Regions from separate parts of the Zea mays genome. Here regions 1 and 2 are each linked to region 3. A link is a contact called in public Hi-C data. All regions are on one chromosome and are shown on one strand. The core of a region is the stretch at or near the end of the contact, and the rest is flanking DNA. Distances in the headings are between cores, read along the strand shown. Region 1 holds the start of LOC109943046. Region 2 holds the start of LOC100191886 (UPF0481 protein). Region 3 holds the start of LOC100284044.

Evidence for each region. A called contact is a pair of places that touch in the nucleus more often than the background predicts.
Region 1: a contact with region 3 is called in a Hi-C map of leaf, with 5 times the contacts expected there. The contact joins the promoter of LOC109943046 here to the promoter of LOC100284044 in region 3. A contact is called at or near these places in 3 of 25 Hi-C or Micro-C datasets (ear, leaf and tassel).
Region 2: a contact with region 3 is called in a Hi-C map of ear, with 1.6 times the contacts expected there. The contact joins the promoter of LOC100191886 here to the promoter of LOC100284044 in region 3. A contact is called at or near these places in 2 of 25 Hi-C or Micro-C datasets (ear and leaf).

What each region holds. Positions count from the first base shown.
Region 1 is chr10:131,786,436-131,789,135 of Zm-B73-REFERENCE-NAM-5.0, forward strand. It overlaps LOC109943046, which reads right to left and starts at 1,336. Exons shown (of 3, transcript XM_020545809.1): 1 at 1,211-1,336; 2 at 728-804; 3 at 1-578. The coding sequence starts at 1,319.
Region 2 is chr10:131,514,566-131,517,265 of Zm-B73-REFERENCE-NAM-5.0, forward strand. It overlaps LOC100191886 (UPF0481 protein), which reads right to left and starts at 1,440. Exons shown (of 1, transcript NM_001137310.1): 1 at 1-1,440. The coding sequence starts at 1,382.
Region 3 is chr10:131,648,481-131,651,180 of Zm-B73-REFERENCE-NAM-5.0, forward strand. LOC100284044 reads right to left here and starts at 1,422. Exons shown (of 1, transcript NM_001156942.2): 1 at 1-1,422. The coding sequence starts at 1,241.

The DNA of each region.
Region 1 (2,700 bases), core at 86-2,585, 140 kb after region 3:
TAGCTGCTTTGAGAGAGTAGAGTTCGGTTCCTCAAGAAACTTAGGAACAAATCTCTGTTGGAACTTAGAACCTCAAGAGCATCTTGAAACTCCTTTGAATGTAGGAGTTTCTCATTTGTAGCAAGACGCTTTGCTTCCATGAAATTCTGACGAACAATCTCCATCCTTATGTCCCTCTTGCTCCTGGAAGACATTTCCCTAGGAAAAGTTTGGTCGTGAAGATGGTATGTTCTTAATGGTTCTTCACTGACTTCGTAAACATCCTTAAACTCAACTGTTTCTTTGGGTCCTATGTGTTTGTCGCATGTTGTGATACTGGAAAGGTACTGCTCTTGATGTTGATGGAGATTGTTTGTTTCGGCCAAATTGCCATTTAAGTGTCTTTTCTTCAACTTTCCTTTAGCAGGATGTAATGCTAGCTCTTGACCAGGTAGATCTTCTTCGAGTCCCATTAATCTGGCAACCACACTTGGCGACTTCTTCTTTGACTCCAACTCCTTGGACATCTCCTTTTCTGATGCCATATCCAATGGAGATGCATTTGAATTATTTCTTGATGAGCTCCAGTTACTAGCTCCCTGCAGAAATATTCTTATTATTAGAACACAAGAAGTGTATCACTTCAATGAAATTTAGTAGGCTCTCGCTTACTACGTTATATTTAATAGAAAAAAACACCTAAAGAAAATGGTAGTATAAATCAGGACAGACACGGCATGCTACTTACTACTTTATCATTGGCATAAACTTTAGCAGGATCAACAGTTCTCTTGACATCTTGCCAGCTTCTACATGCTGGAGAACCTGAAATATCCGAGCAGAACGTACAGCAGTTAGTTTTGAGAATCAGTCCTTGCAAGGTTGAAAAGGAACAAGACAACCTCTGAATACTTTTTAATCTAAGATGGGGGAAAACAAGAAAAAGACAAGCATGTCATCTTCTAGATTTAAAATGCCAAACATGGTGCAAAGGAGTCATTGTCCACAAGACACCAATGCAATCTAGTCTCAACACAAAAGAGGGCATCGGAAATATTTGTCCCGGTCCAATTGCAAAAAGATTGCATCTCCCCAGCCCCAAGTACCACCACTTCTAGAAATGCAGTAATATTTTCCAGCAGTAGAGAAGATAAATAAAACCAAGTCTTGTAGAGCAATTGCATTCAACAGCATTGCAACAAAAACACAAAAGTGGTAGAAATCTGTGTACCATCTATACGAGCTCGATCTGTGAGCTTGTTCGTGCTAGACATCCCTGCCCTGAGGTCGAACAAGTTGATCATTGCCTTCTTCTGATCATAAACGCGACCTCTGAGCATTGCAACATTGATACAGAGTCCTGAAAATGTTAGTTATGGCAAAAAAAAAAGAGAGGATATAAGTGCAGGGACATGTAGAAAACGAACTAGGCTTGTACCTGAGATCCATAAAGCCTAAAGAAGTCTAACTGAAAGACAGGAGCATGACAGTTAGCCTAGTGGAGTGGCGAGTCGATATATAGGTAACCAGAGCTTGAAGAGGTTTCAGCTTTGGGGTGCTCCTAGGTCTCAGCATGAATTTTTGAAAGGTTTCGGGTCTTATTTTTGAACTCGGGCACGATGCCAGACTCAGAGTATATCGCTGTAGCTAGATGCCGTCCTTTCAGAGAAAACACACATGCCTAAAGCTGGGCTTTTTGCAGGCATAGGCCACACATAGCACAGTCCATGGCCCTGCTGCTGTTTTAGGCTATCCACAACCGTTACTCCTAAATTTTTCCCCCTATATCACTTTTCCCCCTATTTTTCCCCCTATTTTTCCATCTCCCGTAGCGGTTCCCCCTAAATACTCCCCCTATACCCCACTACCACTATAAAATATCATTTTCTATACCAACTATCAATTTTTTATCTACTAACAATTACTCGTGGACCCACAACACAGTGTTTAGGGTGATGAATAGTGACACGCTAGATTGAGAGGGAGAGAGAGGAGGACGGCGGGCTAGGGAGCGGTGCAGGGGCACCGCTGCGCGCGTGGAGCGCCCCCTGCACGCGCCATGCAAGGGGAGGGGGCTGCGTAGGGGCAGCCTTTGCGGTCAGTCTTATAGAAGCCAAAAGCAGGTTGGCCGGCACGCCTAACGACATGAAAACGACGGCGACAGGCAAGATGGAAGAGTGGAATGTGGCAAAGATCAGAGGGTGAGTCGGTGAGAGAAGGTAAAAGGCGCACGGCTTTGTTCTCTACCGGATGTGGACGCCAAGCTGGAGCTATTAACTTAATCAGAGTCAGAGGTGAGTGAGACAAGTAGACAACTACAGAACGATGCAGTGGCGACAGTGGGGAGTAACGAGATACTGGTGGCACATTTTTTTTAAAGACCCAATTTTGCTCTCAGCAAAAAAATAAATAAATAAATAAATCGGTGGAAAGACAAAGAGACGATGATAAAAACTTAAAAAGCCGAGAAGACGTACAAAACTAGGAAGAATGGAAACCAATGAGACGTATGATCACGTCCAAACAAACTCCCGAAGCCGAAAGGAAAAAGGAAACCGCTTGCCCAAGTCTGCAGCTCTCGCAGAAGAAACGCCATGGACTCGAAGCTTTCCAAGCAGAAGCGCAGCTGCTAAAGTAACACAGGCCAACTCTACGCGGCAATCGAGAGGCACGACCGCACGACTGCGACTACGAGCGACCGTACGGGCTGCGGAGGACGAG
Region 2 (2,700 bases), core at 190-2,689, 130 kb before region 3:
GCCACCTCTGCGTCGCTGCCGAGCCAGTGCTCTATGATGCCGCGGTCGTGCAGGTACTTGACGTCCTCCGCCGAGTTGATGAGGTTGTCCATGAAGATGGCGTAGGAGGTGATGTTGTTGCCGCCCGGGGTGGCGATGTCCATGTGGCACTGCTCGAAGGCGATGAGGTTGAGGAAGAGCAGCTTGGAGCCGTCGTGGACGAGGATCCGCGGGATGTGGAGCACGCCCTTGTCGAACTTGATGTCCCAGAAGCGGTCCGTGTTGTGGCGCCGGCACCTGATGCCCGCCTCCCGGAGCTCCGACACGCAGTGCACGAACTGCTGCCGCCGCTTGTCAGCCACGCGCCGCGGCACGGACCACTTCCTGGGCCACAGCCGCACCGGCGGCGGCGGCGGCGGCGTGGGCTGCACGCTGGCGCGCAGGAGGCTCCGGCGGAACACGTCGAGGCAGTGGAGCATCGGGCCCCGCAGCGGGTCGAACGCCGCCGTGGCCTCGGCGCCGACGGACGACTCCAGCCTGGACCGGTCCTCGCGGCGCAGCGGCGCGTCGGTGGGCATGAGCGGATCGAAGAAGCGCACGGCGAGGGCCGCGACGGCGCCGGTCTGCTCCGGGTTCCCGAGCTGGATGCCGAGCAGGAGGTCCAGCACGAAGAGCGGCAGCTGGTTCTCGAGCAGGATCATGTCGTTGCGCACGGCGTGCATCGCGCCGCGCATGGCGAAGACGGGGTCGTGGCGCGAGTACCCCAGGTCGTCGACGAAGCCCTTGCCGCCGTCCAGCGCGCCGCGGAACAGCTCCAGGACGAAGGTGCCGTCCAGCACGAGGCACTCGGCGAGGTCGTTGCTGCCCATCCCGGCGGCGCGGCCCTCGTAGCAGGCGCGCGCGCGGTCCTCCAGAGCCTGCGCCGCGCCGAGGTAGGCGGTGACGTCGTGGCCCGTGCGCTTGAGCACCTGGTGCAGCGCGCGCCACTTGTGGCGGTCCATCTCCCGCAGGCGGCGCCGGCCGCGGTGGAGCGGGCCGATGGACACCGCCTGCGGCGTGTAGGCGCGCTCGTCGCCGTCGCGGAGGCACTTGGGCACGCGGTACACGGACAGGCGCGCCCAGGGCAGGGCCGCCGCCTCGGACCGCGCCTGCGCCAGCTTCCCGCGGATGGCGACCACCCATTCCGAGTCCTGCGGCTTGGGGCTGTGCGCCGGGGACTGCGCCCGCGACCTGGCCGTGGCCGGCTGGCGCTGGAGCGGCGGCGACGCGTCACCGTTCGTGAGCCGCAGCGGCAGGTCCCGCGGAGGCGGGGTTGACCTCTGGAGTTTGGCGTCGACGGCCTCCCTGAGCTTGATCGTGATGAGGTACCAGCTCAGCACGTCCTTGTTGAAGACGGCGACCATCGATGGCGTGGCGGCTGGCTGATGGCGCTGTCGCGTCTCTTTGCTGCCAAGTCTGGCCCCGGCCCCGGGACAGAGAGAGCGGGCAAGGCAAGAAATGATGGGGGGGTCGTGCTGGTGAATCGGTGATGATTGGGCTTACTTGCTACCTTGTGAATCTATCTCATTCAGTTACCGCTTCTTGCTTGCGGGCTCGAGTACAACGACGACGAGTTGACAATCTTTTCCATTGTGTATATGTGAATGGAGTCAACGGTTGGTAACCCACGAATCCTGCGTGCGCGGATTGCATTGCAGGTGGCAAAAAGTTTGAGCGGGCACCGTCAGTATAAAGTGGAATCGGATGCTGGCTGCTGGTTCCTAGCCGTTGCGTCCTGGGGCATCGAGCATTCCAGGTAGTGGGGGGGCGCACGACGCCTTCCCGGACCCCCAACCGGGGGCAATCAGAACGGCACCCGGGCCGTATCGTGATTCGTATGCTGCTAAATGCGCACGCGGCACGCCCCCACGGTCGTCGTGACAGAAAGCTGAGAGAGAGAGAGAGAGGAGAAGACACTGTGGTTGCCGCCACAAACCAGCACGTTGGCCAGTCGCATCATCATCAGTGGTGTGGTGCCGGCATCCTGCGTGCTCTGACTTGGATGCAAGCTGGCTGGAAGGCTGGATTATAATTTAGAATAATGCCTGCTCCTCGCATTTGAAGAATGCCAATAATGGACGTGCTCTAGCGTGTAACGTGTTCCATACTTCCATGTGAGCTTTTAACCCTCTGAACTCTGATTGGTTCACTGTAGGAGTTCACTTAGGCCCTGTTCGGTTTTTAGGGATTGGAGCCCCGGATTGATTCCTAGCCGGATTATTTCTCTAATTTATATAGATTTTGATGAGCTGGAACAAATCATGGTTTATTTCTGTACAACCGAACGGGCCCTTAGGCTATCCGAATCAAGTCAGGATGAGTAGCGTCTGGTTGAACTCATGTAAGATATTTATTTGGTTGTTTGTATAAACTCATGCAGATCAGTGTACACAGTGTTTGGTTGACTAGACTGTTGAATATAACATCATTTTTTTAAAAAAATAAATATATTGGTCTAGTTTCGTTTAAAAAAAATCTCAGAAACACAAATATAAAATCGCTTCGATATTAAATCTTTTAATTAGATCACACAGTAAAAACAACCTGAAAAGTCTTCTCGATTTGTGTGCCAGTATCTCCCGCACGCGTACGCGTGGCCGACGTATCTCCCGCGGGCCTAGGTGGGGTCACTTTTCGCATCTGCTGAGACTATGTAGCGAAGGAAACCAAACTCAGTTCGCT
Region 3 (2,700 bases), core at 172-2,671:
GCCAAGCAAATGATCTCAGCATCCCCCACAGTTTCACACCCACAAAGTGCCAGCCGTTCCAGCAACCGGCAGTGCTCACCAAGCATCCGAAGGCTCAGCACGGTGGGGTTGACCCCTATCAAAACGAGCTCCTGCAGATCTGGACATCCTCGTGCCACAGCCATGAGTCCGAAATCTCCAATCCTGTTTGTGCGCCACCCATCCACATGCAGTTTGCGGAGTTTGTGGCACTTCTCGGCAACACTGATGATGCCTGAATCAGTGCACTCAGGGGTCTTGACAAGGAACAGAACTTCCAGATTGGCACAGGCGGAAAGCGCCGCAAGCCCACGGTCGCCAACCTGTAGCTTCTCAAGGTGAAGCTCAACAAGGCCAGGAGCACGTGCAGCGATGACCTCCAATGGCAGGTCCCAGGCGCCGGAGCACCGCAGTATCTTGAGGGAGCGGAGGTTCGGTGAGGACGCCACAAGCGGCACAAAGCACAGAGCGTTATATAGATCCTTGACGCAAACCGAACGCAGGGACAAAGCCGGTGGAAACTTGATCTCCTCAGCAATGGAACTGGCGGCACCGGACGTGTCTGCTACGCTGCGGAGGCGCTTGACGGAGAGGTCCTCGAGGAGGGGGCACGACTGGAGCACGGCGACGAATGCCCTGGGTCCGAAGGTGCAGGACGCAATAGAGAGCTTGCGGATCGCTGGTGCGCCGGCAGCGAGGGAGGCTAGCCCGGCGTCGGAGAGCTTCCTTAGACCGCGGAGCTTGAGCCTGGCGAGGCGCTCCGAGGGAAGCGCGGCGGCCAGCGCCGCAGCGCCGTGGTCGGAGAGGCTGTCCAATCCTGAGTCGCGCGCGCAGCGGAGCGCGAGCTTCGTGACAGCCGTGAACCGCGAGAACAGCGCGGTGGCCGCGTTGCCCAGCGCGGCGCGGGCGTCGAGGGAGAGCCGGTGGCGCGTGGTGGCGTCGACCTCCATCCATCGGGAGCAGGTGAGGGAGCAGGCGTTGCGGTCGGTGGGCGAGAGCGACGCGAATACCAGCGCGAGGATCTCGTCGGGCAGGTCTTGGGTGTAGTCCCGAGCGGGGGGCACGAACGAGGAGGACGAGTCGCTGCCGCTGCCCCCCGCAGCGACCTGCAACGGCGCGGTCAGCCGCAGCTGCTGCGGCGGCGCCATGGGGGAGAACGACCTGCTGCGGCGCGGTGGAGAGGAGGGGCCGGATTTGGAAAGGGAAGAGGGGGAGTGGCCCATGCTACGGAACCACGAGTCGGGCGGAGGAGACGATGGCCATCCGGGACGCGCGACGCGCGCGGGGTAGGTGCGGGCGGATTTGCCGATCTGGGGGGTGGGGGGCGGCGAGGGGAAGGGAAAGCGGAGGATGGCTGGATGGGATGGGAGATGGGGAAAGTATCGAGCCCGAGAGAGTTTATGGGGACGGCGTTCTTCAGGTGGGTGTAGGTGGTGATGCGGCGGCCGGCGGGGATGGCGTTGGCATGGCAGGGCCGTGCATCCCGCACCAGAGAGTAGGAGACGGTGCGGGTTCGGGGCTGTCTTGGGCTGGGCCGCGGACTTGCCGTTCGTTGACGGGGTTCTATCTCTTTTCCTTTTTGTAATAAAAAAACTTCGACGGGTTTCGTGCGCTGGTTGAACTTTACGGGACATTTTTTTGGTTTTCGTTCCAGTTTTTTTTTCAAAAATTGAAAAAAAACACAGGCAAATCATAAATTAAATGACGTGGGTCAGGGATGTTTGAATGATGAATATGCTAGAGTTAATAGTTAGTGGCTAAAATTAGTTGAAGACATTCAACCACACTAGTTAATAGTTCAGTTATTAGCTATTTTTAGTAAATTAGTTAATAGTTAGCTAGATATTTGTTAGTTAGCTAATTCTGCTAATAATTTTTAGCCAACTAACTATTAGCTCTAGGGAATTCAAACAACCCCTTAATCCAACATATTTGTAAACAAAAAAGTAAACATGCATAGACATAGTAAGATAATAATCTAGACTTAGGGGTGTTTAAATGTACTAGAGCTAATAGTTAGTTGGCTAAAAAATGCTAGTGAAATTATCCAGCTAACAAATATCTAGCTAACTATTGACTACTTTTCTAAAAATAGATAATAGCTAAAGTATTAGCTAGGGTGTTTGGATGTCTCCAGCTAATTATTAGTCCTAGTGCATTCAAACACCTCCTTAACATTCGAATCTAGATATAAGCTGCCATTGGCATGTTTGTGAATGGTGACCTAGTCTACCACATTTACTATGTTGGTTTTGCTCGGGTCAGAAAGAAAGGAGGTTGATCACCTGTCTCTTTCTTTCCATGAGCTAATGCATACCGTTTTGTGTCTCGTCTTGTTTCTAGTTTTATATTTGTTCCATCGGTTGTTTGGATTTCGGTGTATGGTGGTCACTCTCCCTAGCCTCAGTAAGGCTCGAAACGAGGAAACCATGAAGCACAAGGTTATCAACACTAAACTTCTAATGTCATAGTTAAAGTTGTGAAGCTTTGTTAGTGTCACGTAATGAGAACATAGAAAGTGGTGTTTCTATGTGCACCACAAGTGCATGAAGACTTAACAAGGGCCACCTTATGCCTCCTCGACTATCGAACTTCACCATTTGTCATTGTACCACCCCTCTGTAAAACCTGATACATCCTCATGGTGTGGTCAAAACACTCTACCTCATGTGTGGCAACCCT